Regions from separate parts of the Oryctolagus cuniculus genome. Here region 2 is linked to region 1. Evidence: chromatin contacts called from public Micro-C data. All regions are on one chromosome and are shown on one strand. Each heading gives the region's core, a stretch centred on a gene start, on an enhancer-like site or on the middle of the called end of the contact. The rest is flanking DNA. Distances are from core to core; before and after follow the strand shown. Region 1 holds the start of NEU1 (neuraminidase 1). Region 2 holds the start of CLIC1 (chloride intracellular channel 1).

Evidence for each region. A called contact is a pair of places that touch in the nucleus more often than the background predicts.
Region 2: a Micro-C map of ear pinna shows a contact between it and region 1, with 2.8 times the contacts expected there. The contact joins the promoter of CLIC1 here to the promoter of NEU1 in region 1. A contact is called at or near these places in 2 of 6 Hi-C or Micro-C datasets (ear pinna and psoas muscle).

The regions. Positions count from the first base shown.
Region 1 is chr5:138,673,185-138,675,884 of mOryCun1.1, forward strand. NEU1 (neuraminidase 1) reads left to right here and starts at 1,413. Exons shown (of 6, transcript XM_002714312.5): 1 at 1,413-1,836; 2 at 2,176-2,368. The coding sequence starts at 1,501. SLC44A4 (solute carrier family 44 member 4) reads left to right here. Exons shown (of 21, transcript XM_008262603.4): 18 at 60-130; 19 at 222-316; 20 at 398-482; 21 at 1,007-1,248. The coding sequence ends at 1,128.
Region 2 is chr5:138,879,337-138,882,036 of mOryCun1.1, forward strand. It overlaps CLIC1 (chloride intracellular channel 1), which reads left to right and starts at 1,276. Exons shown (of 6, transcript NM_001082111.1): 1 at 1,276-1,314. The coding sequence starts at 1,276.

The DNA.
Region 1 (2,700 bases), core at 163-2,662:
ACCCACCCCCACCACGGCCTCTCACCCCCCCCCCCCACTCGCCCTAACTTCCGGTACAGGGTGGTGGTCCTGGATAAAGTCACAGACCTGCTGCTGTTCTTTGGGAAGCTGCTGGTGGTCGGAGGTGTTGGTACGCGCCAAGGCCAAGCCTGGTGGGGACAGAGGGTCGGGGTGCCTGGCGGCCTCAGAGGAAAGCCCTAACCTCTAGTCCTCTCCCACAGGGGTCTTGGCCTTCTTTTTTTTCTCGGGCCGAATCCAGGGACTGGGTAAAGACTTTGAGAACCCCCACCTCAACTATTACTGGCTGCCCATCATGGTGAGTGACCCCGCCCCCTCTGCCGCACACCCCGACTTTCCAAAGGAACCTAGCAGCCCCATTGGGCTTTCTGTCTTCCAGACCTCCATCGTGGGGGCCTACGTCATCGCCAGTGGCTTCTTCAGTGTTTTTGGCATGTGCGTGGACACCCTCTTCCTCTGCTTCTGTGAGTGACAACCCCGGCCACACACACACACACACACACACACACCGTGGACACCCTCTTCCTCTGCTTCCATGAGTGACAACCCTGCCTGTGCACACACACACACACACACACACACAACAAACACCCCTGTCCAGTCCAGCCTCAAGGTTCCAGGCTGTTCAGGTGTTTCCTAGAGACTTGGTGTTTCCAGAAACAGCGTTTTGTGAACCAGGGGAGGCAGAGGGAGTCCCTTCTGACATCCTGTGCCCAGGGGTTTGGGAAGAAAGGAAAGAGCGAACCTCCCCACTTAAGGGGCCGCAAGGGGGACTTCCCAGCAGGTGGCTGTAATGAGGGCGCCTCCTTACCCCGCGGGGTGCATCACCGTGCCGCGCGTTTGCAGTTTATCCTCAGCATCACTCTAGGGTGATCCCACTTACAGTCCACAAAACCCGGAGAAAAAAACCCGGGAGCCACACAGGCCCACCCAGCGGGAGCGGGGACGGACTTCCCACCCCTTCTAACCCGTCTTCGTTGCGGCTCAGTGGAAGACCTGGAGCGGAACGACGGCTCCCGGGACCGGCCCTATTACATGTCCAAATCCCTTCTGAAGATTCTGGGCAAGAAAAACGAGGCGCCTCCGGGGGACAAAAAGAGGAAGAAGTGAGGGCCCTGGCCCTGACCCAGGACTGCACCCGCCCGTACCCTCGCCCAGCCACACTTCGCCTCACAGATCTCTATTTTGTAGTATAAAGATTTTATTAAAGATTGAGATTTTTGTTTCTCAGTCTGTGACTTCTACTCCAAGACGTCCGGCCTTTTTCCCCCTCCGTCTCGCGCCGGCTCTTTAAAAGTCGGCCCCGCCCCTCGTGACGTGGCCCGGGTGCCATAGCCAATCATAAGGCTTGGACGGAGGAATGCCGCCCAACTTCGCGCGGGTCAATTTGCTCTCCGCCGAGTCACGCGCTCCGGCGCCTTTGGGAGAACCATTCAGGAGGTCGCGCTCTCGGGCGCTACCGAATCGCATGGGCGGGCCAGGATGCTTTCGGGCCAATTAGAGGCGCGGCGGTGCGGCTGCGCGCCCCGCGGCCTGGCTGCTCGGCGCGGGGCGGGCTTGAGGGTGACAACTCGGCGTTTAAAGGGCCCGGGTCAGCTGATCGGCTCCAGCCCATGTCTAGTTTCGCGGAGAGGGTCGCGGCCGCCTGAGGAAGCGATGACCGGCGAGCGGCTGGGCTCAGCGCTCCTGGCCGGACCCTGGGCACCGCGGACGCTGGGTTTGCGGAGAGGCGGTAGGGCGCAGGTGTTTGCGGCTCTCTTCCAGCTGCTGTTGACTCTGGCCGGGCTCGAAGCTGGGGCTAAGAATGACTTCAGCCTGGTGAGTCACCCCTCGTCAATCTCCATCCCTACTGCCGCGGGTGGTCGCTGCCCGGTCCCGCGATGGGACGCCCCTCGCTTCTAGAGGCCGCTCCGCACCCGCTCTCGGCCCCTCTTCCTCCCCAGGTCCGCGTTCCTTCTCTCCCCGTGGCGCCTCTTCCGCTCCCAGCCACCAGCCTCGCTCCAAACTCTCTTTTCAGGTTCCCCTTTCCTGCACTAGGATCCCTAGTGCTTCTGGGAATCCCAGTTACCCTCACTCCCCTGAGAACCCGAGTCCGAGTCGGTCCCAGAACCCTGACTCAGGCTGGTCCGTGTTGACCCTTGCTCCTCCCCGTGGCAGGTGCAGCCGCTGGTGACCATGGAGCAGCTGCTGTGGGTGAGCGGGAAACAGATCGGCGAAGTGGACACTTTCCGCATCCCGCTCATCACGGCCACCCCTCAAGGCACTCTCCTAGCCTTCGCTGAGGCCAGAAAAATGTCGGCATCCGACGCGGGGGCCAAGTTCATCGCGCTGCGGAGGTCCACCGACCAGGGTATGAGGATGCTTGGATCCAAAGAGCAAGTGCTGGGTTGGATGCATGGGGAGCGCGCACTGCTCAGGGGCTCCCAGGGGTAGGAAGAACCTGAGGAGGGAAGGCGTCCAGGGCCGTGATCTGGACATTGGGATTGGCAATAAGTGAATGTTCATTCAAAAAATATTTATTTAGTAAAATGGCACAGTCTTACCTGTGGCGGGATCTACGCCCTGGACACCGTCCTAGGCTCTAGCCCTCTGCGACCACTGCTGGAAACCAGGTGACCCCATGGCCCAACCACAGGTGCCAGTTCCACCCCCACCCTAATGGGATTCACTGCACCTGCTTCC
Region 2 (2,700 bases), core at 26-2,525, 210 kb after region 1:
CACCCACTCCTCGCCAGACTCCCTCCTCTTCTTTACGTTTCAAGGCCGGTTTGGCTTCCACGGTCTCGTGTTCTCCCAGGTGTTTCTGGGACTGCGGGTTTTTTTTTTTTTTTTAATCAGGCAGAAGGAGGTGAGGAAGAAAGAGAAACGATGCTTGGACAGAAGAGAAACTCAGGACAAGGAGGCTGGAATAGGTCTTCTTTAGGGGATATATTCTAGGGCTTTTTTTTTTTTTTTTTGGAAGCAGGTCATAAGAGTTTGGTAGACCCTCCCCAATCAAGGTGATGGGGAGGGTGAGTGCTTCCCTTCCTCTGTCATTCCTACTTCTTTGTGTGTACCCAGGATGCCACTCACGGCACTCTGTCTGATCTTTACTTTATTCCCATGATAGGACCAGATAGCACCGCACCCCCAGGGTCAGTGCAGCTCCATCCTGGATAACCCCATGCATGCACCTCATGCCCCAGGCAGCCAGCCAGGGAGGAGAGGATGGGGGGCCCAGAAGGGGTCCCAGGATGGGGAGCAGAATTGGGAGCACTAAAACTGGTGCAGGCCTCCCCTGCACTGAAGCCTCATGGCTCAGCGCTCTGTGCCCTAGCTCAAGGCCTCCTCTCTCCCTTCCCGTCTTCTGCACCACCCTTCACGGTGCCCTACTCCCAGTCCCTCTGCCATTTCCAAGTTCTCCTCCCAGGCCACAGTCCTAGCAACCCAGACTCAGGACTGGCGCCTGGGAGGAATGCAGAAGGAACGACCACCTTTCTGTCCTAAGATCCTGTCTCTGGCTCTTCAAGGGCGTTCCCAAGCTGTTAGCCAGGGTGAAGTGGGATTGTCCGCTGATTAATGAAGCAGGGAAACTGAGGCAGGAAAAAAATGCCATGTGTGTTCAGGAGAGGTCAGAGAAAGAGTTCCCAGGACCCTCTTCCTCCTCCCCATTTCTGATCTTTAGAAGTACCTCCCCTCTGGACCCACTCCCTAGGTCTCCCAGTCCCGCCCCCTCCAGTCCCCTCCCCAGGTTCAGGGCGGGGCTGGCCGGTGAGTCAGCGGCTCTCTGATCCAGCCCAGGAGGGGACCGAGCTGGCAAAGCTGGGCGTGGGGTGCACTGGGCCGGTGGGGAGGCTGTGTCTGGAGGGAGAGGATTTGATCAGGCTTGTGTGGCGCTGAAGGGACTGCCCTTGGTCTGAGGGAAGAGAAGCCCCGACCGTGAGACCGCCTTCCCTGGTCCCGGCCCCTCCCAGTTCCCCCAGCGACTGCTGCTTCCTGGTCCCCGACGCAACCATGGCTGAAGAGCAACCACAGGTCGAACTGTTCGTGAAGGTAAAGAACACCTCCTCTCTCTGGGCCCCGGCCGAATTCCTGGAAGCCAACTCTCGGCTTTCCCCAGATCCAGCTCCGACTCTCCACCCCTTCCCTCCTTCACCCCTACCCCAAATTCCACGTGCAGTCTTTGTGGTGTGCGTGCGGAAGGAGAAGCCCATTAACTTTGAGCGGGGAATGGGAGTTGTAGAATAAACCCTGCAAAGTTTGTCAAAGAGATGGAGGAAGGCACGGGAAAGGGAGAGTTCCCAGGAGTGAGACGGTGGGGAGGGGGCGGGGGCCGGCAGGGTTTGGGAAGGGCAGCTAAGATCGGCAGGTGCGGGGGTCCAGGAGGAGGTTGGCCTGGGAAGAACTGGTGCGGTGGAAGGAACGGGAGAGGAGAATGGGAGTGGAGTTCACGGGGCAGGGCTGGAAAGCAAGGCGTGACACGGAACAGCTAGCTACACGACTGGGGAAGCGGCAGAGGGGAGCCGGTGGCCAGGGGCTGAGTTCCGCAGGAGCTGCCCTGAGGTTAGGTAGGGAGAGCTGGGTCAGGGCATTCCAGATATGGGAGTTGTTGGAGACTCGCCCCAACTCTGTCCTCCCCGTGGGGAGGGGGGGGTTTAGGATGAAGAGAGGTGGTCTCACGGCAACTGCGTGTCAACACCTCGCACAGCCTTGTCTGGGTCCGCCCCACTCCCCACCCCCGCCCAGCCCCGCATTCTTTCCCGGCCTGGGACCTGAGGTCCGAGCTCCTCCCTCCCTCCTCCTCCCTGCTCTGCTCGGTTCGCATCGCCCCATTGGCACCTTCTCCCCACCCTCCACGTCCCTGCCTCCTTTCTCTCTGCTTCCCCCTTTCGTTCGTCTCATCCTTGAGTGTTCTTGTTTCTCCCTCTGCTTTCGGCAGCCATTCCCTCTCCCTGGGCCCGCCCCCTTAGGTGTGGTCCCCACCTCACTCTCAACCTGGCCTCCGGGGCTCTTTTTCCGCCTGGGTGAGGCTGCCCGCAGAGGTCCTGGCCCTGAGTCCTGTGTCAGGAGGATTATCTGGAGCCTGAGGAGACCCCTGGCAGGGGGACCTGGGGCTGGGGGCTGGAGGGGTGGCCTTAGCTGCTCAGGCCTCGGCCTCACAGGTCCCTGCCCCCACCACTTCCTTGTCAGGAAGGAAGCTGCTGAGGCCGGAGACACAGAGATGAATCACCCTCAGCCTGGGGGGAGGTGTCCCTGGGGGGATGAGATCACCACTTGCCAGTTCCAGGGCAGCCCTCCATGCAGGGCCCCCCACCTCTGAGGACCCAGCTGCCAGAGACTGCGTGGATGGAGGTGTCGTAAGCTGGAGTTCTGCCTTCTAATCTCGCCCCACTTCTGTACTCAGACTCCATCTCATTCTGGAATCCAGGAACCGGGGGA